Linked DNA regions of Mus musculus: region 1 is linked to region 2. The links are chromatin contacts, called in public Hi-C maps. All regions are on one chromosome and are shown on one strand. Each heading gives the region's core, a stretch centred on a gene start, on an enhancer-like site or on the middle of the called end of the contact. The rest is flanking DNA. Distances are from core to core; before and after follow the strand shown. Region 1 overlaps Exoc4 (exocyst complex component 4). Region 2 overlaps Exoc4 (exocyst complex component 4).

What was found. Hi-C and Micro-C count contacts between places; a contact is called where the count stands out from the background.
Region 1: a contact with region 2 is called in a Hi-C map of forebrain, with 4 times the contacts expected there. The contact joins two enhancer-like sites. A contact is called at or near these places in 3 of 484 Hi-C or Micro-C datasets (cerebral cortex, forebrain and uterus) and 1 of 115 datasets of contacts at active chromatin or transcription factors (neural progenitor cells).

What each region holds. Positions count from the first base shown.
Region 1 is chr6:33,822,391-33,825,277 of GRCm38.p6, reverse strand. All of the region lies in intron 12 of Exoc4 (exocyst complex component 4), which reads right to left. Among named protein-coding and RNA genes, the nearest start is that of Gm13853, 170 kb to the left of the region's middle. Within about 2 kb of position 1,452, at least 56 of the 459 cell types and tissues checked have an H3K27ac peak or open chromatin away from gene starts, as enhancers often do. A contact at or near this core is called in cerebral cortex and forebrain, where this site is marked.
Region 2 is chr6:33,681,173-33,683,879 of GRCm38.p6, reverse strand. All of the region lies in intron 10 of Exoc4 (exocyst complex component 4), which reads right to left. Among named protein-coding and RNA genes, the nearest start is that of Gm38785, 240 kb to the right of the region's middle. Within about 2 kb of position 1,454, at least 64 of the 459 cell types and tissues checked have an H3K27ac peak or open chromatin away from gene starts, as enhancers often do. A contact at or near this core is called in cerebral cortex and forebrain, where this site is marked.

The DNA.
Region 1 (2,887 bases), core at 203-2,702, 140 kb before region 2:
CAATGGGTGTTATAACTGCACTTGGACCATGCCGTCCACCTCACCCCATTGGAGTCATATAGTACTCTTTGCCACTAACTGGGAAAATGCCAAACTTCCCTTCCTTACCTATGCACACATTCTGCCCTTGTTACGATTTGCTCGCTTTCCTGCATGCATCCATTCACCCTTCTGCTTTACTGCAATTCTCCCCATTCAGTTTAGCAAAGGCTTCCTCATTCATTCACCAAACATGCCAAGGGGGGCAGCAAGGTGTTACCCCTGAGTTGGATCTGCTATCATCATCCTTTCTCAAGAGTGCTCCTTAGCATTCTGGTATGCTTGGGATCAAATCCAGGGCCCTTTGCATGCTAGTCAAGTTCTACAGCAATTCCACTGAGTTCATGCTAAGCTTGCAGGTGTGTCATGCTGCAAAGTGTCTTCATACTTTAGCATAATTTCTAGCTCCTTTATGAAGACACAGTGAATGGCTGAAAGGTGAGTCCCCAGCTGCTTATAACTCTCAGTAGTATGCTGTGTCTGATATCAATGGAACCTCTAAGTATATAGCAGAGGTTTTATTTGTGTTTTCTACCAGCTTCAACATCATGGTTGTGTGTGTGTGTGTGTGTGTGTGTGTGTGTGTGTGTGTGTGTGTGTGTGTGAGAGAGAGAGAGATTGAGAGAGAGAGAGACAGAGACAGAGACAGAGACAGAGACAAGTGTGAGTACTCCGGCCACTGGAGAAAAATTAATGAACTGATACCAAATTAAAATGAAGAGAAACTTCACAAAAACTGTGAATTCTAAGCATTAAATGACTCGTTGGGGACAGATGGAACTGCTGGTTGAATCTCAGGGCAAAGAGGACAAACATGGGGAGAGAAGCATTTGGCTTAGAGGTGGCACAGTAATAGACAGACTGCCTGATTAGGAACATGGTACATTTCAGAACTCACAACTGGGTTTACTTGAAGCTCCAAGGGGTATGACTAATTAAGGAAAACACTTCTAGTTCTTACTTCCCTTGTAGGGAACATCTGCACCCCAATCACGTGCCATGACATCATTCCAGAGCAGTCTTTCTCTTGAGCACTGTGCTCTCACAGGAGAGATGTCCCTGACCTTTCCTCAGATCTTTAAACCCACAGCTCTGCTCAGGTTCTCCTGAGAGACTGGTTCTCAGCAGAGGGCATTGTGAGCTCACAGATTTGACAGCTTCCATGCAAGATCTGCTGAGAATCACGAGGGCGAAGTCGGACTGCAATGTTTCCCTACTTCCTCCCTCCTCCCCTCCCTAGTGTTATATCATTTTGGATCATTTGAATTGTACATGGCTTTCTATTTAAGTCAGTCATTTGCTGGCAGAAAAACTAGAACATTTCCTGTTTTTCCTCTCACTGTAATCAGGATTTGGTTGTCCAAATTAGGACTGCCCTAATTACTCCTCAGCAGGTGCCAATCCGGGGGAGGGCAACAGACTGGAAGAGAGGAAGTAAGGACACTGCATCTTCAGAGTCACGCAAGAAGAAAACACACGCTCCCTAAACCTGAAAAACCTGATGAAGTCACAGAAACACGCTCCTTGGGGTTGCGTGTGGAGAACGTACACACATGTCCATGTAAAACAAGTATAAAGATGGTTTTCTACTTGGTTGACTTCAAAGGTTTACAGATTTGCTTTTCCCAATCACAGATGAATTTACATTAGACCCATAATTCAGGAGCTGTGTACATCACCCCCAGACAATCATGTGTATGGAATCATCTGGGGAAACAAGAAGTGGACATCTTTGCCTCTGCCTCTTTCTCTGTCTCTCTCTGTCCCTCACTCCCCCCACCTTGTGTGTTTGTGTGTGTTTGTGTGTGTGTGTTTGTTTCCACAGGGTTCAGTCTCCTAGACAAAAGAATCAAGATCATTTTTAGAGTGTCACAGACCAAGAACCTAAAGCAATGGCTGTGTTCCAAAAGAACCAGGACATCGGCTTAGTAGGTAAGTGCTGCCAAGCCTGCTGATCTAATGTCTTTTAGTTAGGGCTCCTATTGCTGCTATGAAACCCCATGACCAAAAAACAATTCGGGGAGGAAAGGGTTTATTTGGCTTACACTTCCACATCATAACTGAAGAAAGTCAGGATAGGAACTTAAAAAGGGCTGGAACCTGGAGGAGAAGCTGATGCAGAGGTCATGGAGGGGTGCTACTTACTGGGTTGTTTCCCTTGGCTTGCTCAGCCTCCTTTATTACAGAATGCAAGGCCACCAGCCCAGCAGAGGCACCATAGTGGGCACCACACCCTGCCAACTACTAACTTAAAGAAATGTGCTACGGGCTTGCCTCCACCCCCTTCTGATGGAAGCATTTTATTAACTGAGGTTCCCTACTCTCAGATGACTTTAGCTTGACATAAAACTTGCCAAATTGGGAGTCCACAGGGTAGAAGGAAAGAACTGACCCCACAAGTTGTTGTCTGGCAATGATATGGGTACCATAGTATGTGCACATGTGTATACCATCCCATACGGTTAATACATATAATAAATAGTAGATGGTAAACACAGGTGTCTTGCGAAATATAAATGCAGAGGAATAATTGAATTCCTAGTCATAAGCATTTACAATGAACAAACTATTCTCATTTCTCCCTAAAACCAACCATTCTACCTGTGCGTAAGATCCCATCCTTACCTACCTCCTCCCAACACAACTTCAGAGTCTCCCTTTGTTTCATATATCAACACTGATGATGGTGGTGAGTCCCTTCTGGTCCACAACAGCTCTCATCTGTCAGCATCTCTCTCTACCATATGGTTCTCACATACAGATCTGTATGTATTCTTCTTTGGAAACAACACACCAAGTATAACAGACCTCCATGTAACCGCGGTTCTCTAGCAACTACCATGTTCCT
Region 2 (2,707 bases), core at 205-2,704:
GAGGCTGAAGCAGGAGGATTGTAAGTTACAGATCTAACATAGGAAGACTGTTTAAAAACCACAGTAGTTACCACACACCCCAAAAGTGATCATAGCGAGGCCAGAGAAGGGCAGGAGAGTCTAAGTGCTGTGACGGGGACTCCCCTGAGGGATGGAAAGGACCAGGAGGTGGAGCCAAGGAAGCTGAGGAAGGTGATCAAAGCTGTTTGGTTTGTAATTTCTCCACCTCAACCGAAGGCTGTAGGGGAAGCAGGAGTCTTCTACAGAGCCCTGGTACAATTCTAAACAAATGTCAAACTCATGTCATGCATCATAACATAGTCCCCTTGCTACAAGTTCTCCAGGTGACAGAGTCACAGACACAAGCTCAGGTAGGAGAGGAGTGACAGAGGGGAATCAGTGCAACAGCTCTTGGCAAGCAAGCCTGGCTCTCTAGGCCTCTGCTCCCCTTGCCACACCATAGCATCCCTATCCACAATAACATGTGAATTACCTGCCTCAAGAGCAGTTTGACACATCAATCCCTACACCTTAAGAAAAAGTCTAAGTTAACGAGATGATGTAAATCAGACTGCCCTGGACCCAAACACAGGTATTATCACTCACTTCTGATCAACAAACATGGAGGGAGGGAGGAAGGAAGGGGCACGTGGGGAAGGTGATAAGAGTTCTATCTTTTTTTTTTGTCTTTTGCCAGTGGGCTCTTCTATGCTTTAGACATAGCAGGTGCACAATAAATACTTCCATATCATATTCTTTTCATCTCAATATTTCCTGTGTATTTACCAAGATCGAATTCTCTTTTACATTTTTTTCCTGAAAGAAATATGCATGTGGCAGATGTTTAACAGCTATATATCAACAGTGAATGAAATGATGTAAGTACATAATTTGGTTATAAAGTTTATAAAGTGCTTTAAGCTGACAGAAATCATGCATATGTAGACTGTAAATGGACATAAAACATAAAATATCTCTGTAACAAAACTATCCTTTTTTTTTCCCCTTCTTGATTCATCACTCTCAGAGGAGGGGCTCCCTTGGTATTTCCTCCTCTATAAGGTAGTTGGCACCGTACCATGCAACAAGAAGACGAAGGGTGTCTCTGTTTAGAGGACACAAATGCCCAGGCAGGTCAAAATGGAGACTTGACTTCCTGTCCTAGGAAATACAGTTCACCCAAATGTGTTCATAAGTGGGCTGCCATCCATGACAACTGTACCCAGAGACCAATGCTCAACAGCGGCACACAACGGCTAGCAACTAGGAGATTTTGATTTAGTTCATAGTTTTGTAAAAGGTAGAATGAAATTTCCAGAGTGATCGGGATGCTGCTTTCTGGGGGAAGTCTCCCTCTTGCCTTCCCCTGGAGCTTGGGTATAGGACGTGTCATGGTGCTTCTGAGTGGGCTCCTGCTAGTGGTGCAGAAGCTGGTGACAGAAACAGGTAGGGACAATGGCACAGCTGCTAATGGGGACATTTAAATCAGCTCCTATTCTTCCCCTGCCATCATGCAAAGCCCCTTTACTGCTCTAAAACAAATACAGCTTAATTCTATTTCCTGCCTGCCTTTGTATAATTTTGACATGTCCTCAGTCAAACACGACCCAGTCCTTCAATCAGGCCCTATTTTTCTAGAGATGAGGAAACAAGAGGAAGCGAAAGCAATTATTGAAAACTCATAAGCAGCAGCTTTAGCCTAATTACCTTGACTTTCCTTTTTAATTTTTCTATCGATTGTCTCCTGCTAATATGTGAGTATTGACTGAGCTGGTGGAGCCTGGAGCAGCCACGATAAGAGCAGATGCCACGGGGAAGCAGGATGTAATTAGGAGGCCCTGCACTCCGCTTTGGAATCACACATGCACAGGCAAGGCTCTGGTTGGTCCCTCTTAAGCAGGGAAGCAGCTTCCTTCAGCATGGCTGCTGTCTGCTGTGTCTTTGCCACCAGAGGGCAGCTGGGAAAAGGAAAAACTACTCCATGTTCTTTGTCCCTCTTTTGAGTTTAAAATAATGTGTTTCTCATATTTCTCCACACATTATCTACCAAAACTCCCTGGTCTATATAACTCCAAGAAGATGAGGTGGCACTGTTTTGAGTGGCAAAAAGTATCCCCCCCCCTTTTTTTTTTCAAATGCTACTGGATCAAGCCTCATCTTAAACAACCAAGTAACCCTGGGTGGTTTATCTGAATATTCATGTACCATTGACAACCGCTCACAACTCTGGGCTTTTTTTTTGCTTGGAGAAAAACAAAAGTTTCTTAACAAAAGTTTCTTGCTTTAGTGTATACAATTTGTTTTTAAATTATATCTGTAAGGTAGTGTAAACATGTTTTAAAATATATCTAAGTTTTCTCTAGCAGTAATAATACTTTGTCATCTTAAATTGCTATCACAGTATGTGTGGCTCACTATGAGAAAACACAGTTTAATAAAGCTGTATGCTAGGTTTTATAGGGATCAAGATGACCCCAGTGAACCAAGGTGTCATGTTTGGTCCTGTTTTATTTTATCTTCTTTAGAAACCCTGGGAAGCAACCAAGTAGTAACAATTAGCAATGCTTAATGGACTTTGAATACAGCTGCGAAAACTGTTAATTAAGCAAAATGTAAGCATGGGTGAAACTCTATAGGAATGGAAAGAAAAATATGAATGAAAAAACGCTAGGCAGAAACATGAAGAAAAGTGGAAGGCTAAAGACAG